Regions from separate parts of the Muntiacus reevesi genome. Here region 2 is linked to region 1. A link is a contact called in public Hi-C data. All regions are on one chromosome and are shown on one strand. The core of a region is the stretch at or near the end of the contact, and the rest is flanking DNA. Distances in the headings are between cores, read along the strand shown.

Region 1 (2,961 bases), core at 166-2,665:
AAGAGGCTGATTCATCCAGTTAGGAACGTTTAAGGAAAAATCTAGGGTGGTGTGAGTGTGGCTTTTCACAGAAAGGGTCTGAATCCCTGACCAGCAGGTCTGTGGTGCTAGGAGCTGGGCTGTGGGGCTTACCACCCAGGGAGATTTTTCACGGAGGGGCAGACATTTCTGAGTGTCAGCCCTTCTTGGTAGAGATCCTGACTCCCACGCCCTTTTCTCCCCCTCTCCATACCGCACCTAATCCAGGTAGATCCATACGTACCAATCATTAGAGGAACACGTTTAGGGGGCCTGGAGCTTGTGCCTAATTAGGTAAGTAATCCATTGAGTCTACAGGTATTGCTGAGCCCTGTAGTCTGAACTGGAGTGTGGCCAGGGCAGGAACACACAGAAGTGAATGCAGACCATCCCTTGAGCAGAACCCAGCAGTGTAGAGTGGCTCAAGTGAGTACAGGGCATTGAGACTGAACAAGATACCTTTCAGCAATGAGCTATGCTCATCCCTTCCCCCAGATTAGCTGTCATGAGTAGAACCAGGTTCACATGGTGCTTCAGAGGCATGCACAGAATTTCTTTGGAACCCAAGCACCAGGGGCCACCTGCCCAGGAGTCTCCCTACCTCACTCCTTTAGGAAGGGGAGTGATGCTTCAGGACATGAGAAGCTCTTAAGTATACATATCTGAGAGCTAGTGGAAGAATCCAGGAGAGAGGGCTTCTTCATAGATAAACCCTGAACAAAGCCAAAAATTGTGGAAATCAGTCTAGAAGGAGTCCTGTTCACCTATGGCCACTGCCTTCTGGTGGTTCTTCCCCTTGCAGACAGAATCTAGCCTTTGTCCTCACTCCCTTTCATCTAGGTCAGCTGCTGTCACCCTCATAAACCGTTAAGCTCTACAGAAGGAACTTAGACTAGGATCCCTTGGTACAGGCTGGATTGGGGGGACGGGGAGCAGCAGGGGAGAGGGGCTCAACACTCCCAGGGAGTCATGCGGACTTCCCAGGCCCTTGATCAGAGATGTGACATGATCCTTCAATATCCTCATAGCAGCCTCTTGGACTTCTTGAGGACTCTGCATTAGCCATTACATGAAACAAGAAACGAAGCATCTTTGCTGTTTTAAATTGTATGTGCCATTGTTACAAGAAATTATTGACTAGTCTGTAATAAATTATCTTGTAGCAGCCTTTGGGATCTGGTGATTCCGGTAAAGCTGTAGAAATGACTTTCTAATATAATGATAGATTTAGGCCAGCGGCTCCTTCCTCCTCTCCGCAGTCCCAAGCGGAGGAGCCTTTCCTAGGGGAAAGGGGGCGTGGCTGGCGGCGGGCTTGGGGCGGAGCGGCGTGGCGGGAGGCGGGGTCTCTGGGCTGGGTCGTGGGGCCCCCGGGCACCTGCGCAGAAAGGTGCGTTAAGATGGCGGTCGTTCCCTGGAGTCGACGGCTGCGGAGCGATGGTGAGAAAGAGGCGCCCGAAGGGGGCGCCCGAGGAGAGGTTATCACCTTCTCCCTCCCAAGACTGAAGAGATTGTACCCGTCATATCGCACTCTGTATATTTCCCAGGAGCTGTCTGTCTTTATACTTCTTGTAAACTGTTCTCCCAATCCTCCCCATCCCCATACTGGAGTATATGGGTTTCCTGGATGCTTCAGAGACCCATCTGCCCAGATACCTAGCAGAGGGGATCTTCCCCCGCAGATTCCTTCCAGAGGGTATCTGTTTGTCTAGTTAATAAAGCAGATATCCCCCAGACCCCCAGTCAAGGTACATTCCTACTAACTCGAGGAGTTTTCTGTCCACTTTTCCAGCATTTTCCAGAGAGTCTCTGAGAAGGAAGCCGTGAATCCTGTGCCATATTTGACTTGAAAGTGGCACGTTTGCTATCATTCCTCTCTCATATGGAGCTGGAAACCTACCCCATAAGGAAAAGTCAAACTCTGGCTGATAGCCTACAAAAGACTTGCATTTTTGAATTAGTAACTAACTTTAAAAAAAAAATTAACATTTAAAAAATGCATATTTCCTGCGGCGGGTGGGGGGGGGGGCGGGGATTGGAAAAGCTGTTAACTCATGTACCCAGAAAATGACAGGTGGTTGGAGCTCAGAAGCAACTAGCAAATTAGTTTTCTACAGTTTATATAGACTCCAAGGACTTCCCTGGTGGTCCAGTGGTTAAGACTTTGATCTCAATGCAGGGGGTTAGAACTAAGATCCTGCATGCCACAAGTAATGGCCCCCAAAAAAGCACTGAGTAGACTCCATTATTCCTTATTTTGTCATACTGGATTTTACTTTGTATACCTGGTGCCTGGGAGACATTTGAGTTTGTAATCCCTTATGTAAGACTTTGGGTAATTTTCTGTACCAATACTCTGAGCTCTTAATGGAAACTAAAATCCAAAGAGGCTGGATATATGTTTAAGTTATCTTTGGTTTCTGTGATACCCTGATTAGGATCAGAGATCATACTAGTAGTTAAAACCCAGGGTGAAATCTGTTTTAAAGTGTTCTTTATAAGAGAATTCGATCAGAAAAACTGCAGATGGCTTCTTGATCAAGATGCATTTGATCTTGAAGAAATCATGTGACAGCTCCTCTCTGGTGGGGTCAGGCTGAGAAACAAGATGCTGTTTCTCTGAACACCTGGTTTTAAAAGGGCCTGACTTTGGTCTGTACTGAAAGTGATGTCTCAAAAGTGCTGTCTTCTTCACTCCAGACCACATAGATGGTAACTGTCCTCTCGGTGGGAAATAACAAGCCTTGTAGTATCGAGTTGGAGGTATTCTGCGGACTGTATCTAATCAAAAGTGGAATAGAAGAAGTACCTTTAAGTGGATTTTTTAAAAAGCAAAATCATTTCTATCAGCATAAGTGTATAATTCACCTGGTCATTGTGAATATTTGGGCTAGTTCCGTGAATGAACCCCCCAACTCCTTTTCTTGAAGCAGCTTGGCTAAGCTA
Region 2 (2,961 bases), core at 303-2,802, 180 kb after region 1:
CGGGCCATCCTGACCTGGCACATAGCCCCCGTATTTAGGTAAAAGGCCCAGATGCTGAGGGTAGGTCCGGGACAGTGCCGGGAGATGCTTAGGATCCTTCCGGGACCTGCCCGGTGACTTCATCTCTCCAAACTCCTGCAGCGCCTGGTTGCTGAGCACAGGAAAGCTGGAGCCGAAGAGGAAGCGAGCACGGGGCACATAACCAGTGAAGCCTGGGGGGGCGGGAACACGCAGTCGGTACCTTCCGGGCGCATCCCCAGGCCTTTGGTCATTACCCACATCCTCTCACCTGACATGAAGAACTTGCGAGGGTCACTATCATCCATGGAATAAGGGGACGCCTTGTGAGGAGAAATGAGAGAGGAGAAACAGGAAACAGATTCAGCCCCTGGTTTATAACACAAGCTCGCAGGGCAGTGGGGCTGGTGGTCTGGCTCTGTGCCCGCAGCCAGCCTACGCATGGCCACACAACAGGCAGGGGCTCCCCGCTCCCACCGCTGGACTCTGCCTCAGCCTTCTCCATCTCACTTGTTCCACCTCCTGCCCCAGCTCCGGCTCCTTTTCTGCCTCCGGCTTTGGCTCGTGGTCTGCCTCCACATCTTTTTCCCCCTTGGCCTCTTCGGGCAGCTCCTGACTCCCCCGTCCTCTGCTGCACTGAGTAAAGCCATTGAGAGCCTCAGCCCAGACCTGGCTGCAGTTCTTGGCAAAGATGAACTGTGCCTGTGGCACAAAACCTAGGTGGGCAGGGGGCAAGGAAGATGCATCAGCGCGCGGGGCCCACGTCCTGGGATGGGGCCCCTGTTCATACCTGCGTCCGAACCTGTGTACCCAGGGACCATGCTGGAGCTGAGCCTTTCGTGTCCGCGCCTGACAGGCAGGCTCCTCCTGCGAGGCTCGGGGGATCTTGGAGGCCGAATGGGAGGCAGAAGTGTGCGGTGGGCGGGGGGCCAGGCTAGGCCAGGAGAGCCGCGAAGTAGCTGCCCAGTCACCTGTCCATAGGTCTGGCCCATGCTGAACCGAAGTAGCGGGCAGTGTCCGGTGTACCTGTAGCAGGGGTTTCACCTGCTCACCTCCAGAAAGCCCTGCCTCACCAGCCCCAGACAGAGACGCAGAGACCGCTGAGGCCCCGAGCATTCTGGACTCCGCTGTGTGCGTATTTGGAGCAGGCACTTCTTAGTTCTCTGTCTGGGTTTTCAACCTTCCCCTCGCTGTTACCCAGTTGCCATGGAGAGCACAACGCAAGGCTTCACAGCAGGCCCGGTTCCGACCATTCCTTTGCTTTCCCGTTTCCATCCGACACCATAGATAACCCACCCATAAGCCGCCCATTCCACGATGTCCGCTTGGCCCCCAAGGCCGAGGTGGCACACCTCAATACCCTTATTACCCCTACTCCCAGAAGCAAACGGGTATGCTCTGGGTGGAAGTCTTACCCCGGGATATAATGAGGGTTCTGGGGGTTCAGCCCTGGTACGAAGGTGCGGGCCACAGCCATGGGGACCCAGGCAGCTCCTTTTGTCTCTCTGAGCTCAGCCTCTGGGCTGTGTGTACTGACCGTGTCCAGGGCCGGGAGGCCGAGCCAGCGGCGGGAGGCGGGGCTCGGAGGAGAGGGAGGGGCGGGGGCCCCGTTGTGCTGCCGGCCAGGGCCGAGGCCAGCAGGCCGGGAGAGCACAGCCTCCTGAACAAACGCAGGCCTGCAACCTGGGGGCGGGGAGAAGGCTGAGCACAGACGGCCTCCCCGCTGCGGGCCCGAAGGAAGCCCTCGTGTGGGAGGCAGGGGAGCAGAGCCTGACAGATCCGCTGAGCCATTCCTAAGCCCCTCTAAGCTTCTGTCTGAGGAGATGTGGGTTCTACTCTCTCTGCGTATTGGTTGAAGGTGATTTCCTAGGAAAGCCCAGAGGGGAGGTGATGGGGGAAAAGGAACCAAGAGACCTCTAAGCAGTGACATTGTTTATTTTAATAATAGAACTTGACAAGAATTACTACTATAATCCACATCATCATCCACTCAGTAAATATGCCCTGCTCTGCCAGGCACACACCACAACTGCAGAGAGCGCAGAGGAGCAGGAGTCAGGACGGCTAAGCCCTGTGAGACTGTGGGCACGTCATGCAGTATCTCTGAAGCCTCCTATCCGCATTTATAAAATGCAGGTCCTACTGCTCACCCTGCCACTGTTGCGAGCCTCAGACTAATGTATACAGATACGCTTTGTAGCAACAAAAGCCATGAAGCCAGAGTGGGGGGTAGGGGAAAGGGCATGGGTGTGAGGTCAGGCAGCCACGAGCAGCTAGTAGTCAGCGGCCTTGAGCTGTAAGCAGGTGGCTCCCTCTGAACCTAAAATCCCTAAACTCTTAACATGAAAGTTAAAATAGCCTAGCCTACCAAGATGCTGTTAAGAATACAGTCAGTCACTGCAGCACTGCTGACAATAGCCAGGACATGGAAGCAACCTAGATGCCCATCAGCAGACGAATGGATAAGGAAGCTGTGGTACATATACACCATGGAATATTACTCAGCCATTAAAAAGAATTCATTTGAATCAGTTCTAATGAGGTGGATGAAACTGGAGCCCATTATACAGAGTGAAATCAGTCAGAAAGAAAAACACCAATGCAGTATACTAACGCATATATGTGGAATTTAGAAAGATGGTAATGATGACCCTATATTCGAGACAGCAAAAGAGACCCAAATATAAAGAACAGTCTTTTGGACTCTATCAGAGAAGGTGAGGGTGGGATGCTTTGAGAGAATAGCATTGAAACATGTATGTTATTGTATGTAAAACCGATCACCAGTCCAGGTTCGATGCATGAGGCAGGGTGCTCAGGGCTGGTGCCCTTGGGATGACCCTGAGGGATGGGGTGGGGAGGGAGGTGGGAGGGGGGCTCAGGTTGGGGGACACATGTACACCCATGGCTGATTCATGTCAATGTATGGCAAAACCACTACAA

The links. A called contact is a pair of places that touch in the nucleus more often than the background predicts.
Region 2: a Hi-C map of muscle shows a contact between it and region 1, with 7 times the contacts expected there. The contact joins the promoter of CIMIP2B here to the promoter of LOC136148357 in region 1. A contact is called at or near these places in 2 of 3 Hi-C or Micro-C datasets (blood and muscle).

The regions. Positions count from the first base shown.
Region 1 is chr17:55,571,607-55,574,567 of mMunRee1.1, forward strand. It overlaps LOC136148357 (phospholipid-transporting ATPase FetA-like), which reads left to right and starts at 1,416. Exons shown (of 33, transcript XM_065907865.1): 1 at 1,416-1,455. The coding sequence starts at 1,416. It overlaps UNC13B (unc-13 homolog B), which reads left to right. Exons shown (of 39, transcript XM_065907910.1): 39 at 1-1,184.
Region 2 is chr17:55,748,879-55,751,839 of mMunRee1.1, forward strand. CIMIP2B (ciliary microtubule inner protein 2B) reads right to left here and starts at 1,553. Exons shown (of 6, transcript XM_065907670.1): 1 at 1,434-1,553; 2 at 821-1,044; 3 at 529-734; 4 at 290-341; 5 at 15-212. The coding sequence starts at 1,495.